Regions from separate parts of the Hordeum vulgare genome. Here region 2 is linked to region 1. The links are chromatin contacts, called in public Hi-C maps. All regions are on one chromosome and are shown on one strand. The core of a region is the stretch at or near the end of the contact, and the rest is flanking DNA. Distances in the headings are between cores, read along the strand shown. Region 1 holds the start of LOC123446734 (glutamate decarboxylase 1-like). Region 2 holds the start of LOC123449211 (protein NRT1/ PTR FAMILY 8.3-like).

Region 1 (6,801 bases), core at 2,521-5,020:
TCCATATCATTTGCTTCATTCCGACGAGTGATTTAGAAAAAAAATGTAAAAATACACTCGCTGCAGCCCGTCATGCGCCCACCATTTTCTAAACTGCTTTTAAGCCTTGAGGAATCGTGAAAAATGTTCGACATGGGGATTTTCTGTAGCAATCCAACGGTATATTATACGTCTTATTCCGACAAACAATTTAAAGACTAGAGCCAAAACGGTGTGAGAAATGCGTGTGAAGTTTTTTTTTCTCGTGACACGCTCGAGTGCTTGTTTTGAAAATGATGTAGTGCATTACCGTTGAACGTGCAGTTGAAAAGTGTTAGCAGAATAACTATTCTGCTAATATTAGCAAAATAGACGGACTATATATATATATATATATATATATATATATATATATATATATATATATATCGCAGCCTTGTTGCAAACACACGAACACAACACCGAGATTTGTTAACGAGGTTCACCGATATGGCTACGTCCGCGGGGCATTGACTACGGGAGCTCCTCCCCGTGACACCGTCACAATACCGCACCTAGGCGTCGGTACACATCGTCGGCTCCCCCTGCACGCCAGTGATATTATGTTGGCATAGATTACATCGTGTGTCTAGCCCCGCTATATATGAGAGGCCTAGGATACAGGTGTCCTGCTTGTACACGACTCCATATCCTATCTAAACAATCATATCTAAACACAATACAACTACAAGTCCAACTGTAATCTATCTTGTGCAAAATATTCAACACAACTCTAACAAACTCCACCTTGACGAATATTCTCCACCACCTTGAATTCGTTCGTGCGTCGAACTTTCATGTACATTGGACTTGAACTTATCCAATGAGAACCGCTGCTACTCCAAAGACTCCATATGACTCCACCCGCAATTTGTAGTCCCTTCTTTTCTGGACCACAGTCAACGCTCGAGCGAAATTAAGTTCCACATTACTCTAGTTTTCTCTCCCAACTTTCAGATTATCCAACACCATCACACGCCCATCAGTGACCTGCATGAAAGTGAACAACTCACATATTGGGTCTCGCACATAAGAGTTACCCGAACTCAATATCACCGCTCTTTCTTGACCGCCTGTCTGAAGCTTGAAAGAATTTTGCCATTGCTTGTCGCCATCTCGAGTCAAATTTGTAGTCGTCTCACCACATGTATGACCACCAGTGCCCTAGCCCGTCCCCATGCCCGTGTGTACCGCACGCCTCATCGCTATTACCGCGTCAAGCCTCCGTTGTCCCAGTCAAGTCTCAAGGGTCGTGAACCCACACCACTCAACCCCCACTGTAGAGTACCACCGAGCATGACCGATCAATGACGAGTTTCACGCTTCCATCAGACCACTGGGCTCGAGTCCGAATTGTGTGTCACTCGCTTTTTTCCCACTAAATAGGCTTCGACTCTCTATGCACTTACGTCGTAGCCTCTCAATCAACACCGAGTGAAGTCCTCCATACTCCAGCTCCACCTTCAACATGACTCCATGCTAGATGATCAATCCACCCTCGCGCCCCGTCGACTTCAAGCTCTCATGTGCACCGTCTTGAAGCAACCCCGCGTCATAGTCTTGTTGAAGCCACACAAGCCCTCCGGGCCTACGCTACGTGTTTCCACGCCCAGAAGTCGGTCACCATCAGCATCACACTCCTATGTCGTCGTCGTCGATCCAACCACCGTCTTCTGTATCAACTGACTTGCGTCGATTCGTCAGACTGTCGAGTCCGACCCAGCCGAACTTATCGACTGTATGACACGCTCGAGGCTTCAAAATCGTCTTCCGTGAATCTCCATCCATAACATGATGATTCCATCTTAGCTGGCTTGACTTCCTGCAACAACGCCTTCAAGCATCCATGTTGTGCCAACAAATCCTTCATCAGTGTTTGCCATAACCCAAGGTTTTAGTTTCGTCGAACTTTTTCACCGATGTGTCGAATATTATGTACAAGTTAGGTTACAGTTGGACTTGTTTTCTCATTCTATCAATGAGGGGCGACATGTCCGGTTGGTTCAATCCATGATCCTTTTTTATTCCACGTCACATGAATTTTGAATAATAAAGCTTAATGATACCCCTAAAAAACAAATCAAAAAAAAAGTATTACTTTTCACCAAAAAAGGGCGCGACCATGAGATGAGATGTAGTCCAGAAAAGGTTGAAGCGACACGGTCGGTTCAAGCCAAACGGAGCGCAAAAAAGTCCTCGGATTCCTTGCTTGTTGGCAAGAAGCAAACGACGATGCACACCAGCAATTCAACCTGATCTCAAGCCCCAACTGGGGACGGCAGGCAGACGCGGCGCGGTGCCGTAGAATGTTTCTTCCAGTTGTAAACTGAACCGGAAAACCGCTGGCACCTCCCCTGGATGATTTTATTCGGCTGCTGCCTACTACCAGTAGCCGCGTCCCTTCCTTCTTCTTTCTGAGACTCCAGCGACAATATCGGGAGCTGCATGATTCGTAACTTGTACGGGCGATGCCCCTTTCGGTGGCTTCACACGGAACCACCGAAGTTTTCTGCGGGCGATGTTGCTGGTTCTGGTTGTGCGGCAGGGAATTCTTCATCTTGATTTGAGCACGTACGTCACGTCGTGCTATCTGCTAGAGTGCTACTGCCTAGCAGCATTAAACTGTTATTTCGACAGAAAATGGGGTTTTGTTAGCCTAAAATAGAGCATCAAGAGGGTACGTATATAACCTTTAACCTAGTAGTATCAGTTAGGCACGCAATTAGAAGAGCAAGAACACCATGGGTTTGGACATTTTCTATGCCTTGCTCCGTAATGTGTGGAGGTCAACATATACAGTATGTATGCATGTCGAGTCGAGCCCTTCCAAAACTTGCATGCATACGCGCCTGCTCTTGCGCGTTGAAGACGGCGAGCGGTGGGAACCAGGAACGGCGCGAGTCGGTGGGCACGAGGGACGGGAAAGGGGGAGGAATCCACTCCCTTCTCTTGGACGGCAAGACGCGCCGCGGGGAGGCGCGACTGGTGACGGCGGTTTCGCCTGGTCCGGGAAAGGAAAAGGGAAACCCGCGGCTGGCAGGGACGTCGGTCGGTGCTGGACGCGGTCACTGCACCCAGAGGGGGAAATGGCCCAAACGCACGCGAGAGAGTCGCGTATGTCATGTTAGATATGATCGATGTGCACCTTGTTTTGCCCATGGTTTTGTTCCATGGAAGACCGACTCTGCCCGTGCTCGGCGTGTACGGACATCACAAGTATATACCTCAACAATGTAAGCGGGGCAAACCAATTTATTATTGAATGGTTAGAAGGGCATTGATATCTTCAACCCATCTGATGCTTGTATCATTTCTGAATTTATTTCAGAATTTTCGACGATAACTTTCAGTGAAAGGAGACTTTCATGTCGATGACGACGAGATGCCTTGGTAAAATCTCAAGATGATATGCCGGTCCAGTCTGTCGAAGGTGCTCATAGGGATAGGATATGCCTGCGTCTGTACTGTGTTAAAAAAACAAGGAATTGAATTATTGTTTGACATTTTTGTTCGACCAAAAGATCTGTTGTTTGACACGAGTTTGAAGCATTGGAGTGGACAGGTCCAAGTCTAGCCACAAAGTTAAGGCAGGTGACGATCTGCTGGTGCTGCTCCTGCCTATTTCCCGGCACAAGACGAATAGTAGCAGCACTGGACCAGGCCCGAGGCTGACCAAGACCAACCCTCTCCTTCCTCTTTTGACCTTTCCTTTTCCTTTTGGGAGCGCGCGCGCGGCAATGGCAAACGCACCACCCCACGGAAGGCCTTCGTCTCGTCTTGCCCCCCTGCCCAAGAACTTCCATGTTTGCGCCCCCGCGTCGCCCCCTCGGCCGCGTATATATACCCGGGCTGCCGCCTCCGCCATAGCACACACCACCAAAGTCATCGCATCGTATTGCGCCTGACTGATTCAAGCAGTTCCAGAGCCAAGAGCGAGTAGCAGCCAGCCATGGTGCTCTCCAGGGCCGCCTCGGACACCGACGTGTCTGTTCACTCCACCTTCGCCTCCCGCTATGTCCGGTCGTCCCTCCCGAGGTATGCGCGCGCGCGCCTCTTGTTCTTGTTCGTTGCCTAATGGCGTGTTCATCGCCTAATGATTGGTGCGTGCGTGCAGGTACCGCATGCCGGAGAACTCGATCCCCAAGGAGGCGGCGTACCAGATCATCAACGACGAGCTGATGCTGGACGGCAACCCGCGGCTGAACCTGGCGTCGTTCGTGACCACGTGGATGGAGCCCGAGTGCGACAAGCTCATCATGGCCTCCATCAACAAGAACTACGTCGACATGGACGAGTACCCGGTCACCACCGAGCTCCAGGTGCGTATTCTCTGCTTCCAGCCGGGCCGTTGTTTCTCTTGTTATGCGTACTGACGTTGTTTCGGCATTGGCGCAGAACCGGTGCGTGAACATGATCGCGCATCTCTTCCACGCGCCGCTGGGCGAGTCGGAGACGGCCGTGGGCGTGGGCACGGTGGGGTCGTCGGAGGCCATCATGCTGGCCGGGCTGGCCTTCAAGCGGAGGTGGCAGAACAAGCGCAAGGCAGAGGGGAAACCGTTCGACAAGCCCAACATCATCACCGGCGCCAACGTCCAGGTTATTATATCGACAGCCGAGAACTCACAAGCCCAGCCATGCCCACATTTCAATTGAATTACTAATTCGTTTGGCACGTACTGTACGTCCGTGCAGGTCTGCTGGGAGAAGTTCGCGAGGTACTTTGAGGTGGAGCTCAAGGAGGTGAAGCTGCGGGAGGGGTACTACGTGATGGACCCGGAGCAGGCGGTGGAGATGGTGGACGAGAACACCATCTGCGTGGCGGCCATCCTCGGCTCCACGCTCAACGGCGAGTTCGAGGACGTCAAGCGCATCAACGACCTGCTCGAAGACAAGAACAAGCAGACAGGGTCAGAGCAGTAATACCATTACAAGAGCAGAGGAGCGACTGCTGAAACAAGAAACAGAGTCGCGTCATTTCGTGTGCTGAATGTAAATTCTTTGCAGGTGGGAGACGCCGATCCATGTGGACGCGGCGAGCGGCGGGTTCATCGCGCCGTTCCTGTACCCGGAGCTGGAGTGGGACTTCCGGCTGCCGTGGGTGAAGAGCATCAACGTGAGCGGCCACAAGTACGGCCTCGTCTACCCCGGCATCGGCTGGTGCGTCTGGCGCAGCAAGGAGGACCTGCCCGACGAGCTCATCTTCCACATCAACTACCTCGGCACCGACCAGCCCACCTTCACCCTCAACTTCTCCAAGGGCTCCAGCCAGGTGATCGCGCAGTACTACCAGCTCATCCGCCACGGCTTCGAGGTACCCATCTACCACCAATTCAAACATTCATCATGCCGGGGGAGGAGAGTTCATCCGTTGGGTGATCTGACTGACACGATCTATCCATTCCATCCCATGCAACAACGCAGGGGTACAGGAACATCATGGAGAACTGCCAGGAGAACGCCATGGTGGTGAAGGAGGGACTGGAGAAGACGGGGCGCTTCAACATCGTGTCCAAGGACGAGGGCGTGCCGCTGGTGGCCTTCTCGCTCAAGGACCACAGCCGCCACGACGAGTTCGAGATCTCCGACATGCTGCGCCGCTTCGGCTGGATCGTGCCGGCCTACACCATGCCGGCCGACGCGCAGCACGTCACCGTGCTCCGCGTCGTCATCCGGGAGGAGTTCAGCCGCACCCTCGCCGAGCGCCTCGTCATCGACATCGACACCGTCATGGCCCAGCTCGACGTGCTCCCCTCCAAGCTCACGCCCCCCGCCCTGGGGCTGCTGCCGGCCACGCTGCCCAAGACCGTCGCCAAGAAGACGGAGCTCGAGACGCAGAAGTCCGTGGCGGCGGCATGGAAGGAGTTTGTGCTCGCCAAGAAGACCAACGGCGTCTGCTAGTGCAAAATCAACAGCGTCCAAAATCCAAGCTACCGATCCAATATAGTAGTACTATTATGATTCGAGTAAAACTGCTATTATAGGTTGATTTATTAGGGGGAGTTTGTAACCAAAATTTTGCTGTGTCTTTTTAAGACTTGAGCTGTTGCGCTGCAATGATAGCAAGTACTACTACAATTTTCTGTTAAATGGTTCCGCAAAATTATTTTCTTCAGCTTCTGTAAATTTATTTTCTGAATAACATAATTATGGCGTTTTGTCTCTTGTTTTCCACAATTCATTTCGGATGAAATGAAAAATGGAGAGGATTAACAAGATCGTTACATGTAACTTGTTGATCATTGTTTTAACTCAAAATTTTACTCTTTAACTATCTGCCAGTGTTATTTTTATGTGTGCGCATTCGTCTTGGATATTGCCAACAAAGGAATTTTTTATACACTTGAAAGGTACCCAATAAAATCGAAGCAAGAACTTGCTAATTGCTTATATAGATTCCTCATGGCTGACTCGGCGGTGGTAATGCTATTGTAATTTGCTCCGAGTATATTCACAGGGGTGTGTGCTATTTTCCCTCTGTTATTTTCGGTGTTTTATTTCTTGGTTACAATGTTTTTTTCGTTTTTTTCCTTTTCTTCTTCTTCTCCGGTTCTTGTTTTTGTTTTCACTCTTTTTTTCATTCTTTCTACATTTGTTTTTTTGGGTTTTATTTTTTCATATCTTGTTTCCTTTGGTTTATGTTGTGTCCTTTTTGGTTTTATTATTTTTGGTTCTCTTTGCTTATTTTGGTTTTCTTTCTACATTTTTATATGTCAACAACATTTATCTAATACATGTTTAACATTTTTTAATACTAAATCAACATTTGTTTACTGTACATGATCA
Region 2 (6,801 bases), core at 2,448-4,947, 260 kb before region 1:
GCACGTACTGGGACATCAGATGCACAACTAAGACAAGTAGGTTTGTAAACGTATGCGAAACATGCTAGTTATGTACGTATCATGTTAAGAAATATATCTAAACTCACTATGATGCAGTGTTCATACTCTTGTTATGAAATAGCCTCTATACGTGTGTTCGATAAAATAAGCTATATATGGGTGTTCGAGAAAAAGATAAGATCTACATGTCCACATTCACCTTGTCTATGGCTAACCCTTCATCCATCACGAAATACCAACGAAAATAGCACCATAACATGATTATTTGGCCCCGTATACATTAACATGTGTGAAGTACTAAACACAGCCCATTCAACTGAACCAATGGGAAAGAGAGTTTCTTTCCCCCAGTAAGAAATTTTGAGGTACATTTCGATGTGGTTAGTTGAAACTTACAAGAAAGTAAATAGTTGAGAAAACAGCAATAGTCCGATACTTTCCCCAGTAAGAATCTGCTAAGGTTGCTCCAATAAGTGGTGTGAGATAACAAGTTCCTTGCCAGGTCGTGAAGTTTCTAGCTGCAGACACATTGCCTTCATGCAGTCTTGTTGAAAGGTAAGTGACCAAACTTTTGGAGATCCCATAGTAGGCTAAGCGTTCACACACTTCAGTCCCTGTCACGTAACAAATAAACAAATGTCATGTGAATTTAACATTACATATAATCATAGAAGTACAAAGGGTATTCATTAAAGTCTATGTAAGCATTTGTGAGCTTAAGAGACTATGTTTGAGGATTTTTTTTTCCAGAATTCGGTCTATGTTTCATGATAATCTTGTATCCTTAAACATAAGAAAACATTTCCAATTCAATGAAGTGCAAGATTACAGTTTTGCAAGTCAACAAAGAATATATTTTCTTAAAGATGGTCTCACAGGAATCTTAATGGTTTTGTCCCAAACAAACAAGAGCGTTACATTACTCCCTAATGGAGATTTCTCAATGAATTATTACCAAGAATCAATGAGCATGCTCTCCAGTTGCCTGTATTGTGCTTTAAAATAGGGTGACCTCTGAAATCAACTGAGCCATCGCCTGTGTATTCATCAAAGTTCTGTGAAAAGTTTTGTGAATAAAACAAGTTGTTAATGGTTGATCTACAAATCATTTGACAAGTAGAAGCTTTTCATAGCTCCATCGAAGTCAGCAGAAAATGTAACCATGAAAAAGCTGTTGCGCGAAACGAAAAGAACACATACATTGGCAGAGGTTGTGAGCCTGTGACAGTGTGACAACGTGAATATTTGCATTTCTAAAAATGATTTGCCTCACTGAAAAATAATAATTGACCCCACAGATAAAATAAATCTAATATAGATCACTACAATTAATTGCAGAACATATGACCCAGCATTCTCATAGTGATCAATTATGTAAAGCATGTTTCCTAAAACTAGTACAGCAGAGGATGCCTGATTTTCTCAGAATCAATATGAGATGATGTCCTAGGAGGTGTCCATATGATCATCATATGTTGTTCAGACACATTTAATACCATCATGTACATTGTATTGATCCTTATCAAATTACTGATCAATAATTGTACTAGAAGTAGAACTAGCACACGCAGAATAAGAAGGAACTTTGTCCTTATTTTCATACGGACAGATTTCTTCCCAGATTAGTCTCAGAAGGACAGCATGAACATATAACAAGAAGGATAATGGGATGCCATGTTACCACCTTCCTGGTGAAGTACCTAGGGATCCCAGTGATGGTTCGCAAATTACCCAGCAAGCCTTCTAGGCAGCTGGTGGATTGGTTTGCAGGCCGCCTAACATACTGGAAAGCAGGCATGATGACTGGTCCTGGTCAAATCATTGTTGATGACTATGCACTTTGCTAGCTTATGGTGCCCCGAATCTACAAGAAGGTGCAAAAACATGTTGACAAGATTCTAAATGGGTTTCTCTGGACAGGGCCCTAGCTTCCATGGGACACCATTGTGGAACAAGGTGCTCTCATGGATCTGATTGACTGGGTGCCCTCCTGCCATTGGAGACGCGTTCATCGGCTTGTGCCACTAGGCCACAGGAGGCAAGGTTGTGTATCTGAGCAGAAGTGACTAGACTCCAAGCATCAGTAATGGAGGAGCTTAGCGCTTAAGGCTGTGGCACAGGTGGTTGTTGTGACTGGATACTTGTAACCATGTAAATACTTTTCCCATCTATCAGTGCATTGATATACAAAGCTTTGTGTTAACTCAAAAAGTAAAGGAAAAAAACATTGTGCATTCAGAATAAATGTAGATTCAAACGTGCAAAAAAGAGCTCCCAACATGCTTGATAGTTTAGGAGCATGTATGTATGCACAAGGCATATATCCTTGAGAAAAAATGCATGAAGTGGGAAAAAAAATTCTGAGATGCTCAGACCAAAGAGTTATCCATCTGGAAAATTCCAGCCATGGAGCAAATTTTCAACTTCATAAATGTTATGGAGTACATTATTTTCCAAAATGAATGACCAGTCTAAAGAGTTGAACATTTCACAGAGCAATTCCTGGTTGTTACTCAAGTACAGATTACTGCAGCTACAGTTTAAGAATTCTAGTACTAAAAGAGTATATTTTCCAAGAACACAAAGTAGGGAGTCATTACATGTTTCGATAGATTGGAAATGGATCCAATAGTTCAGATATGACAACTGGATAGAGAGACAGTGTACGTCCGATTGTCACTTTATAGTGTTTTTTATGGATAAAACAGTATAGCATAAAAAAAATTGACAATCATTTTGGATAAAACAACAGTAATCCGATATCCAATTTTCATCCTAGATGCATATAACTCCAAACTTTAGAATGTTCTACTTTCATTACGTAGTAATCTGGAATAGCCCATTGATCAATATTAGAAGTTTCTCCCCGCAGATAAGTTGATTGAAAAGACAGCAATCCATAATATAACGATCACAACCTTAACCTTCCAGTCAAACACGTTTATCGCATTCTATTCCATCGCTTTCAACCAAACCATCAAAGAACCTACCAGTCAAATTAACCATCCGACCTAACAAGCAAGAACATCAGCGAAGTTCACTTCGAACAGCAAATATTAATTTTAGGAAAAATAATTTGCTCAACTTCGATTTTAAGTGGTATAATCTGTACAAGTCAATAATTCTGCAGGCCTCAGAAGAATTGCGTGCTCCAAGCCTCCAATATAATCCATATACTACATCCAATTACGGGATACTATATCAGAAACTCGATAAAAAAAAGGGGGGGGGGGGGGGGTGTATACCGCAATCCTAAAGCGATTCGGCCGTTCCTAGCGAACCTGGCTGGGGAGTGCTTAAAGGGGATTGGGGAAATCCAAAGTCCAAACCCTATTCGGGATTCTTGAATCTTGATGGAACAAGCAAGCAGAACGACTAGAAATTTCATGGAGGGGGGATGAGAAGACGGGAGTACCTCCGGCGGCGTCGCGCGCACCAGCAGCATCCGTTCCTCCTCCTCTTCCCCTAGCGACGAACCCATGAATGCGGCTTGGGAAGCTCCGAGGGCTGTTTCCCTTCGAATAAAACTTGGAATGCTCGATGAACGGTGAGTTGACTCCTGCTTATTTGGAGACTTTGTGCAACCACCACCTTTACTTAATTACTGAAGCCAGAGAGGAGGCGACGGCGAAGCAACAAAGATAATCTCTGCTGCTGCCTCCGGCAGAGTAGCCATTAGTCTTCATTCTATTAGTGTATTGCATACATGCCCTCTCAAACTTATGTAATTGCAAAACTTTCTAATTAATGTTATCTTGTGAACGTTTCATGTGAGGGTTTTCCTAGTGAATGCCCCGAACTTGCTATGTCATACTGTTAGACTAGTCATAATGGGGATTAACTTCAACTACCAACATGCTATGTTACTAGTCTATGTTACTACCTTCATAAAGGGGTAACATATATGTGATGTCATACAACACTTTATTTTTTTAGCTTATAGACTCGTCTTGTTTTGATATGTGTGATGTTTTCCATAGTATGAATAACTAGCTATGTTACTCATTTCTTTCCTCATTAAATCATTGTCACATAAGCGAATTTACCGAGTTGGACCCGATGTTACTAGTAAAGTTACTCCCACTATGGACAGTCTTATACTAAGGCCTCCTCCGATTTATAGGATACGAATAGCATACAAATAGAAAAAAAAAACAAAGTAAGCGAGATGACATGCATTTAGGATGCGCTTGGTTGCTTGTACCAGGCCCGACCAGACCCCGCACGAGATGTTTTTGGGCTGTTTGGTTGGTCGGGTCGCATACAAATGTTAGTCCGAACGAAACTTAAGCACTCCTCAGCCAACTTCACTATGAACGGTCAAATCGACAGTTTTCAGCGAATCGGGCTGAGTCGAGCCACCTCTAGCGCTAGTGCTGGGTCCCCTTGCACGAGAGAATAGGGATGCAAGCTTTGGGCGTGGTTTCTTCTCCCTCCACTAAACTCCTCCCTAATCCCATTTTCTTCGTCCCTTCTAATCTACACAACAGTACTTTGAATTGAGATAAAGTCTATACGAAAAAGATGCACATCGATGTCATGATTTCATTCAGGCGATCGGTTCGTAGTTTCTTCAACCGTAAAGGCGAGGTGACCTTCCGAGGCGGTCATGGCGTCATGTGTGACAATGAGCAAAGAAGAGAAAGGGGAAGAGCAGAGGAAGAAGAAGCAGGGGAGAGAAGAGAACGAGAAGAGGGGGACGAGTCGGAGAATGATGTCGTGTCGCAGGGGCCGCTGTCGTGGTACCTCACCTACAAGTGTGCGGGCAACAAGGACCCCATCGGCTAGGTCATGAACGAGTACCAGATCTCCTCGCCGTCGCTCTTGAGCACGGTGCTCACCCGCATTAGATTGACCGTCGCCGCCAGGGAACATAGGAAGCGTCAGGCGGCCGACGCGCGGGTGCGTAAGGATCGAGGTGTTGGGAAACTTGGGAGCTATTTCGTCCCTGATTTATTTGGGATTTGTTAGAGCATCTCCAACAACCGCTCGCTAAAAACATTATTCAGCGCCGAAATAACGTTTTTAGTGCGTTGGAGAACGTTTGCTTCAATAGACGTTGTAAAATATGGCGTCCGATCCGACGCCCTCACCTGCAGCGAACAACGCGCATAATCCGACGTCTCAAATATGCACTCCGGTAGATAGCACACCCAACATTTACCGCGCGCTGACCTTTTTTATGTACGCTCTATTTTACAATATTTGCTGGAGCATTGTTTTTTGTCGCGCACAAGAACATTGATTTTTAACGTGCGAGATCTTTCTTGAACTCCCGTTGGAGATGCTCTTAACGAAGGTGTTGGGTTTTTCTTCTTCTCAAGCCGATGGTTGTGCCCTCTAGAGATACTAGCTTCAAGGCAATCCTTGCTGATGATGATGAGTCTCAAACTTCCGTTCACCGAAGTGTACCTGTACTTATCCATCACCAGTGTAACATTGTTGGATTGTTGGACTGTTGTATGGGCTCGAGATGAGCAAGGACGAGGTCGTCGTGCTCGGGTGCCACTACCGCGTGACGCTCCGGCACGTCTTCTATAAAGCACGCGTCGCGGTGAGCCGCCTCCTAGGCCGCGCCGGCCTCCCGCTCGGAGGCGCCTCCGTGCAGGACTTTCATGTACGACTACGTCAGCTACGCCCACAACTTCGACAACGGCGAAGTCGACGCAAGACTCTAGCTGCTCACTAGTGGAAAACGGGCCTTTTGCCTGGACCCTTTAGTCCCGGCCTCCCTCTGGACCGGGACTAAAGGCCCGGCCACGTCGCCCCAAATCGCAATGCCGTCCATGAGGCTTTGGTCCCGGCCCGTAAGGAGCCTTTAGTCCCGGTTTGTGTCTCAAACCGGGACTAAAGGGCTACCGGTGTGCAGCCCACATGTGCGCCACCTTTAGTCCCGGTTTGTGTCTTAAACCAGGACTAAAGTCCTCTGCCTATATATATTGGCCACAACCCCCTCTCCCCCCTTCCTTGCATTTTTCTTGAATGGAAGAGTGTGGGTGTGTGCTATCTCTCCATTTTTCTTGGATGTACTAGAGGTGTTTGTTGAAATGTGTGTTAGAGCGATGTCGCTTCAGTTCACCGAACACAACTACGATATGAGATGTCCAAGCCACGCTTAAACCTCTTCCTCTTTATTTCTACTTATTCTAAAAGGTTAGCAACTATATTTCCTCGTTTAGACCGTGCAGTACTAATTTTTAGAATCGTGATTGTATTTGATATACTGTCGTATAACGCAGATAAGCCATCCATGGATGTACCGTGATCGATGCACAACCGCTTACAGAGAAGGCGTGCATTCTTTTCGAGATGCAGCCGATGCGAACAAACATGGTGATGGCTATATGTTTTGTCCATGTGTTCAATGTCAGGATGAGAAGGATTACACTTCCTCAAGAGTCATTCAGAGCCACCTGCTTCGGTCCGGTTATATGTCGGGCTATAATGTTTGGACCAAGCACGGAGAAAGAGGGGTTATGATGGAAGACGACGATGAAGAAGAGAACGATGATGACAACTACCGATCTATGTTCCCTGAGTATGCTGATACCGCAATGGAAGACAATGAAGCAGAAGATCAGGATGAAGAACGGGAACCAGATGAGCCCGCTGATGATCTTGGCCGGGTCATTTCTGATGCACGGCGAGGTTGCGACACAGAAAAGGAGAGGCTGCAGTTCGAGCAGATGTTACAGGACCACAACAAATTGTTGTACCCAACTTGTGAAGATGGCGAGAAGAAGCTGGGTAGCACACTGGAATTGCTGAAGTGGAAGGCAG

What was found. A called contact is a pair of places that touch in the nucleus more often than the background predicts.
Region 2: a contact with region 1 is called in a Hi-C map of seedling, with 5 times the contacts expected there. The contact joins the promoter of LOC123449211 here to the promoter of LOC123446734 in region 1. A contact is called at or near these places in 3 of 6 Hi-C or Micro-C datasets (leaf and seedling).

Annotation. Positions count from the first base shown.
Region 1 is chr4H:514,442,747-514,449,547 of MorexV3_pseudomolecules_assembly, reverse strand. It overlaps LOC123446734 (glutamate decarboxylase 1-like), which reads left to right and starts at 3,770. Exons shown (of 6, transcript XM_045123285.1): 1 at 3,770-4,053; 2 at 4,133-4,337; 3 at 4,414-4,614; 4 at 4,711-4,925; 5 at 5,023-5,329; 6 at 5,440-6,105. The coding sequence starts at 3,968. The coding sequence ends at 5,916.
Region 2 is chr4H:514,706,939-514,713,739 of MorexV3_pseudomolecules_assembly, reverse strand. LOC123449211 (protein NRT1/ PTR FAMILY 8.3-like) reads right to left here and starts at 3,697. Exons shown (of 5, transcript XM_045126348.1): 1 at 3,437-3,697; 2 at 977-1,076; 3 at 418-635. The coding sequence starts at 3,502.